Linked DNA regions of Rattus norvegicus: region 2 is linked to region 1. Evidence: chromatin contacts called from public Hi-C data. All regions are on one chromosome and are shown on one strand. Each heading gives the region's core, a stretch centred on a gene start, on an enhancer-like site or on the middle of the called end of the contact. The rest is flanking DNA. Distances are from core to core; before and after follow the strand shown.

The links. A called contact is a pair of places that touch in the nucleus more often than the background predicts.
Region 2: a contact with region 1 is called in a Hi-C map of Schwann cells, with 1.8 times the contacts expected there. The contact joins the enhancer-like site here to the promoter of Mbd4 in region 1. A contact is called at or near these places in 3 of 12 Hi-C or Micro-C datasets (Schwann cells, kidney and psoas muscle).

The regions. Positions count from the first base shown.
Region 1 is chr4:150,575,991-150,578,690 of GRCr8, forward strand. It overlaps Mbd4 (methyl-CpG binding domain 4 DNA glycosylase), which reads right to left and starts at 1,436. Exons shown (of 8, transcript NM_001427248.1): 1 at 1,194-1,436. The coding sequence starts at 1,279. It overlaps Ift122 (intraflagellar transport 122), which reads left to right and starts at 1,652. Exons shown (of 29, transcript NM_001309521.1): 1 at 1,652-1,776. The coding sequence starts at 1,736.
Region 2 is chr4:150,618,257-150,620,956 of GRCr8, forward strand. The region is part of intron 14 of Ift122 (intraflagellar transport 122); the gene reads left to right. Among named protein-coding and RNA genes, the nearest start is that of Rho, 34 kb to the right of the region's middle. Within about 2 kb of position 1,360, at least 37 of the 93 cell types and tissues checked have an H3K27ac peak or open chromatin away from gene starts, as enhancers often do. A contact at or near this core is called in Schwann cells, where this site is marked.

The DNA of each region.
Region 1 (2,700 bases), core at 186-2,685:
GTGCACCATGCAGGTGCTGAGGCCAGAAGGGATTAGATCTCCTAGAGCTGAGTTATAGATGGTTATGAGCCTCCACTGTGGGTGCTGGGAACCAAACCCAGAGCCTACGGAAGGGCAATAAGTGCTTTAAATGATTGAACGACCTCTCCAGCTTTGAGTACAGTGTATTTTAATCACTAAACTATACATTTTAAAAGGTGAGTGAAGGGTGGGAGAGATAGTTCAGTGGTTAAGAGCACTTATTCCAGAGGACCCCAGCACCCACATCAGGGCAGCTTATAACAGCCTGCAACTCCAGCTCCAGTGAATCTGACACCTCCTCTGGTCTCCACCAACACCCATGTTCATACACAAACACATACATAAATAAAAGTGAGTCTCTAGAGAGACCTTCTAACCCAATCTACTTTCTACAAATAGGGAAATAGGGAAACTAAGCAAGGCCTAGAGACTAACCACAATTAGAACCATGGCGTTCTTCTGATGGAATTTGGAATTAAATATCAGCTAGAAGAATCTTATAAGGAGACCAAGTAACTGAAACCTGAGGGAATCACAACAAATGTTAGGTTTACAAAATGGGTCAAAATCCCAGCTCTATTTATAATTAGCTGAGCTTCCAAAGAGAAAGTCACTTTGGCCGCAAAATCTCTTTTCTCCACCCTTAAAGAGGAAGTAACATTTTAAAAAAAGTTTTGTTTGCTTTTGAGACAGGATATTATGCACCCCAGGTTAGCTTTGAGCCCAGAGGCTCATCTTCAACTTCTGATCCTCCTCCCTCCACAGATATACGATCCCAAGCCCGGGTATTCGGTGCTGACGCTCAAACCCACCGCTTTGTGTTTACTGTGTAAACATTACCAACTTAATTAAATGCCCAGATCTTAAAATCGTTTGAGCGGCCAAGTTTTGGGACATGCAAATAAGTGCATCATTTTAGCCCGGACACAACAGTAACTTCCTATGTGACTTTTCATAGGGCTATTTCTGAGGGGCCCTTCCGGCCCAGGCTAACTTGCTTGCATCACAAAACCTCCCTTGTCTTCTCCAGTCAGTCAGGACAAGGAATCGGGTATATCCTAGTTTGTTCCCACAGGGCGACAGCTCTAGGTGTCCGTCACCTTGTGTTGAAGGTTAGGAAGACCCACACAAGAGAGACTCCTCTAAGGCCCGAGAGAGGTTTAAAAACTTGCCAGCGGTCCCAGGGAGGGTCTGAAACTAGGCTCTTTCCAGCAGTGACGGAGGGGACATTGTTGTCCCCAAGGCTTGGGCTCTCCATCCCGGCTGCTTTGGTCCGCGGGGGCGCAGCTGCAGCTCCAGGCCGGGAGGTGGAGTAAAACACAACTCAAAACACTGGGCCGAATCCAAACACTGACGTGAAAATCAGCCAATCCACACAGCAACCTTCCCGCCACCGCTTCAGTTACAGACGCCACAGCCAGGGTCCCGCCAATCAAATCCTCCGTCGTCAAAGCTCCCTGCCCCACCCATCTTGCCTGACCAATCTCTCCTGTCATACTTACGCTTCCGCCTCCTGCGTCCCTGCGCGCTCGGCGCTTCAGAGGAGGAGCTAGGCTCCCTTTTGGACATGCGCACTTGGAGCTTGCGAGCTCACGCGCGACCCATTGCGCATGTGCGTTGCTAAGGGTAGCAAAGGTAGCCGAAGTGGTTTGTGGAGAGAAGCCTGTTGCTGCCGAGGCTGGGAGGAGGGGCCCGAGGCGTGTGGGAAACGGCGATGAGGGCCGTGTTGACGTGGAGAGACAAAGCGGAGCAGTGGTGAGGAGCGGGAAGCTCGGGGATGGTTGGGGAGGCGGCGGGAACCGGCGCGTTGCCATGGCAACGGGCCTGCGGCCTGGGCCAAAGACTCTGATTCGGTGCCTTCAACTCCCCAAAGGAAAGAGAAACCGAGATTCCCGAGGGGGTTAGAGATCACCTGAGGGTGGCGGTCCGCTGAAGCAGTTTATACGTCATCATCATCCAGTCTTACTTCTCTCTTCTCAAAATCCCTCTTGGACTTCTCTCACCCACCTCAGTGTTTTCTCAGCTTCCTGACCTTTGCTACATCGTCAAAGTGCCCATATTTTTGTTTATCTGATATTTTTAAGTTTCTTCTGTTTTTGTTTATTTATTTATTATTTATTATTTATTTATTATTTATTTTTTTATTTTGAGATAGAGTCTCACTTAAAGCTCTGGCTGGTCTGGAATTCACTATCTTGACCAAGCTGGCATTGAATTTACAGAGGTACATCTACTTATGCCTCCCCAGTGCTGGGGTTAAAAACTTTCAAGCAGGAACAAACAGTGCGAGTAACTTGCATATAGGTGCTGTTAAAAGAGAGCGTTTCCACCTGAGCTGAGATCTACTGTGTCTGAAGCCGGACATTTCCATGTAAGGTCAGAGAAACATGTAAGACGCACATCAAATCAAGACATTCTCCTGATCGGAAAGTTTGAAGAATATTTTCATAATTAGTACTTAAGAGTGAGCTTAATTTAATACTTAATTAAAATACTGAGTATTAAGAGTGAGCCCTTCAAGCAAGCATAAGGACTAGAGTTCTGATTCCAGTACCTACATAAAAGCCAGGTGTGGTCCTACATAAACCTGTAACAGTGGTACAGAGGGGAGTTCAGACAGGATGACTGATAGGGTTTGTTAGCCACCAACTTAGCCAGAAAGAGGGGGTCCAAGGTAAG
Region 2 (2,700 bases), core at 110-2,609, 42 kb after region 1:
GGAAATGTTGTGCCATGTCAGTGGAAATACTGTACCAGAATTTTCAAACAGTAAGACAATTGTAGGCTCACATCTATGTGTAAGAAATGACAAGTGATTCCTTGTGTATGTTGCTCAGTTCCCCTTAGGTAGTACTGTACAAGATTGTAATGCAGTTGTTCCTTTGCTCCACCGTGGAGGGTGGAGTACTGTCCTGCCTCTAGCTCCCATGCCCTCCCTGCTGTGTACCCAGCTGTGTTTGGAATGAACACAGCTCTTCTATCTAGCACTTGGATCGTCCATAGCTTACTCCCTGGCACCTACGTTTATATTACCCACAACCTTTTATTTCCTTCTTATGATTGGTCCAGGCAACCCTGGAATTCTCTGTGTGGATCAGGCTGGTCTCAAATCCACAGTGATCTTCCTGTCTTTGCCTCAGAGTGCTGGGATTAAAGGCGTGAGTCACTACCCTGGCTGCCCATTGCTTTTTGCTCTTGTAAATAGTGGGTGTCTTCCTTGCGTATGTCCTGACTTAGTATAAATTCCAAGAACTGAAATTGCTGGGCCAGAGGCCTTGTACATTGAAAGATGTTCATAATTCTAGATTGCCTTTCCTCTAGAACGCTGTTAGTCTGCCTGCCTACATACACCTGGCCTACAGAGTCCTTCCTCCCTGGAGCCATGGAAGCCCTTGCTACTTGTTGCTGCAGGGGTTTACTGCAGCACTGTCCACACCAGCTCCTGATCCATTCTGAGTGTTCAAGCAATGGCAGTGCATTCTGATGTGAATGAACAGTGGAGAAGACAGAGCAGAGAGATGGGGACAGGGTGGTGTGTGGTGGCAGCTGAGGACAGCCCTGCCTGCTTGACTCTTTGCTGTCCTTATCTGCTCCCCAGCAGTACAGCAGTACCCTAAACCCAAGCACCACGTTTGCTAGGAGCCCACTCTTCCTTATCCATGCCAAACAGGCTTCGCTTATTAAAAGGTTTTCTCCCCAGACTGCCATCCTAACCTCAAAAATAAATGCAGTTGCTGCTCCTGATTCTGGCCAGCCAAGAGGAGCCGGAGGGGCTGCCGGGGCTCCTCCTGCCAGAGCCTCAAGAGTCAGTAGCCAAGGTCTCTGTTGGTTGTAGCCAGTCTTCCTGCTGATGCAGCAGGCCAGAGCTGCCAAGCACTGGGAAAGGCGATCTGGAGACAGAGGCTGTTTATCTGCCGCCTCGCCTCCAGTCTTCTTGTGGTTTGGGCCTCCAGACCAGGCAAAAGCCCCATTTTTGCTCTTGGGATTTTTGGTTTCCTTTCGAAATTTGTATCATCTTGTGCAAGAACTGGTGTGTCCGAGCTGCCAAGTAGGGCAGTAAACCTGACTTGTGCTCCATGATGTCATGCTTGGAATGCAGCAGCCAGATAAGGCGTTGCTCACAGGGGACTGGTTCTTTAGTACGGTTTTCAGATCCTCATTCAGGTTGTACCTCTCTGCTGTACATCAGCTCATCTTGTGTGGATCTTGTGTGTGTGTGTGGGGGGGGTTGTGTGTGTCAGTTGTCACAGGAAGTTGTGCAGCTTGGGAAAAGGAGCCCTAGTTTTGGATTCTGTTTCTATAACTGGATCCAACTCCATCCTGAAAAACGTATCTCCCTCTTTGAGGCCTCGGTTCTTTTCTGCGTAAGAGGATCATTGGGTTTTGGTTTTGTTTTGTTTTGTTTTGTTTTGTTTTGTTTGGGACAGGCACTTGCCATGTTGCCCACTCTAGTCTTGAACTCCAGGGCTAAAGGGATCCTCCCCAGAGCAGCCGAAACTCCAGGCTTTGCCACTGTGAAACGGGGTTAATTACACCCATTTCCAGGTTTGCCTGTCCTGATTCCTGTTATTATTCCTCCTTATTATAGACAGTCATGAAATACCAAAAGCCACAAAATGAACTCAAGTGGAGCAGAGGAGTCCAGAGAAGAGAGCTCTTTGTGAGGGCAGAGTGGGTGGGGTTTGGGAGAGCTCAGAAGATAATGAGACTTGTGGCCAGGAAGATGGCTGCTTTGGCCTGCAGAAGCCTGAGCTCGGCAGAGTCTCTGAACAGATCCCCTGGATAGGATATGGCTGAGCCAGGCCTGGGTGCTAGCTCAGCTGCTCCCAGTCTGTGGCCAGCTGCTCCCTACAGCAGGAGGGAAATGGATGGTGTATTACCACAGGAAAACAAGCCCCTGGGTACAGCTGTCGTGCTGTCAGAGGGCACATCAGCTTTGAAAGGAAAAAGATTTCTTTTAATTCTGAAGGGGGGGGGGGAAGGACCGGAAATTTCAAAGATAAAGGCCCCAAAAGGAGAAAACAGCACTTCCAGTTTGACATTTGGGAACCATTAGTACAGAGGTACTGGCTGATTGATCTTTACTGCCCAGGAATCCACAAGGGAGACAAGGGTCCCTGAAGCATATTGACTGGCCTCAAGTCAAGCCAAATTCCTTATTGCTAAGGATGACAGGCCCAGCTCAGCTTTAAGCCTGATGTGTATGCATGCATTCGCAATTTGCAGACAGACAGACAGATGGACACACATACACACACACACACACACACACACAGAGAGAGAGAGAGAGAGAGAGAGAGAGAGAGAACGAACACAGAAAGAAAGAGCACAAGACCAAGAATATCAGGTCACCTCTCGTGCTAGCCTCAGGTTTTTAATTTGTTAGGTCTGTGTCCTCAGGCAAGTCAGGTCTCCTCCA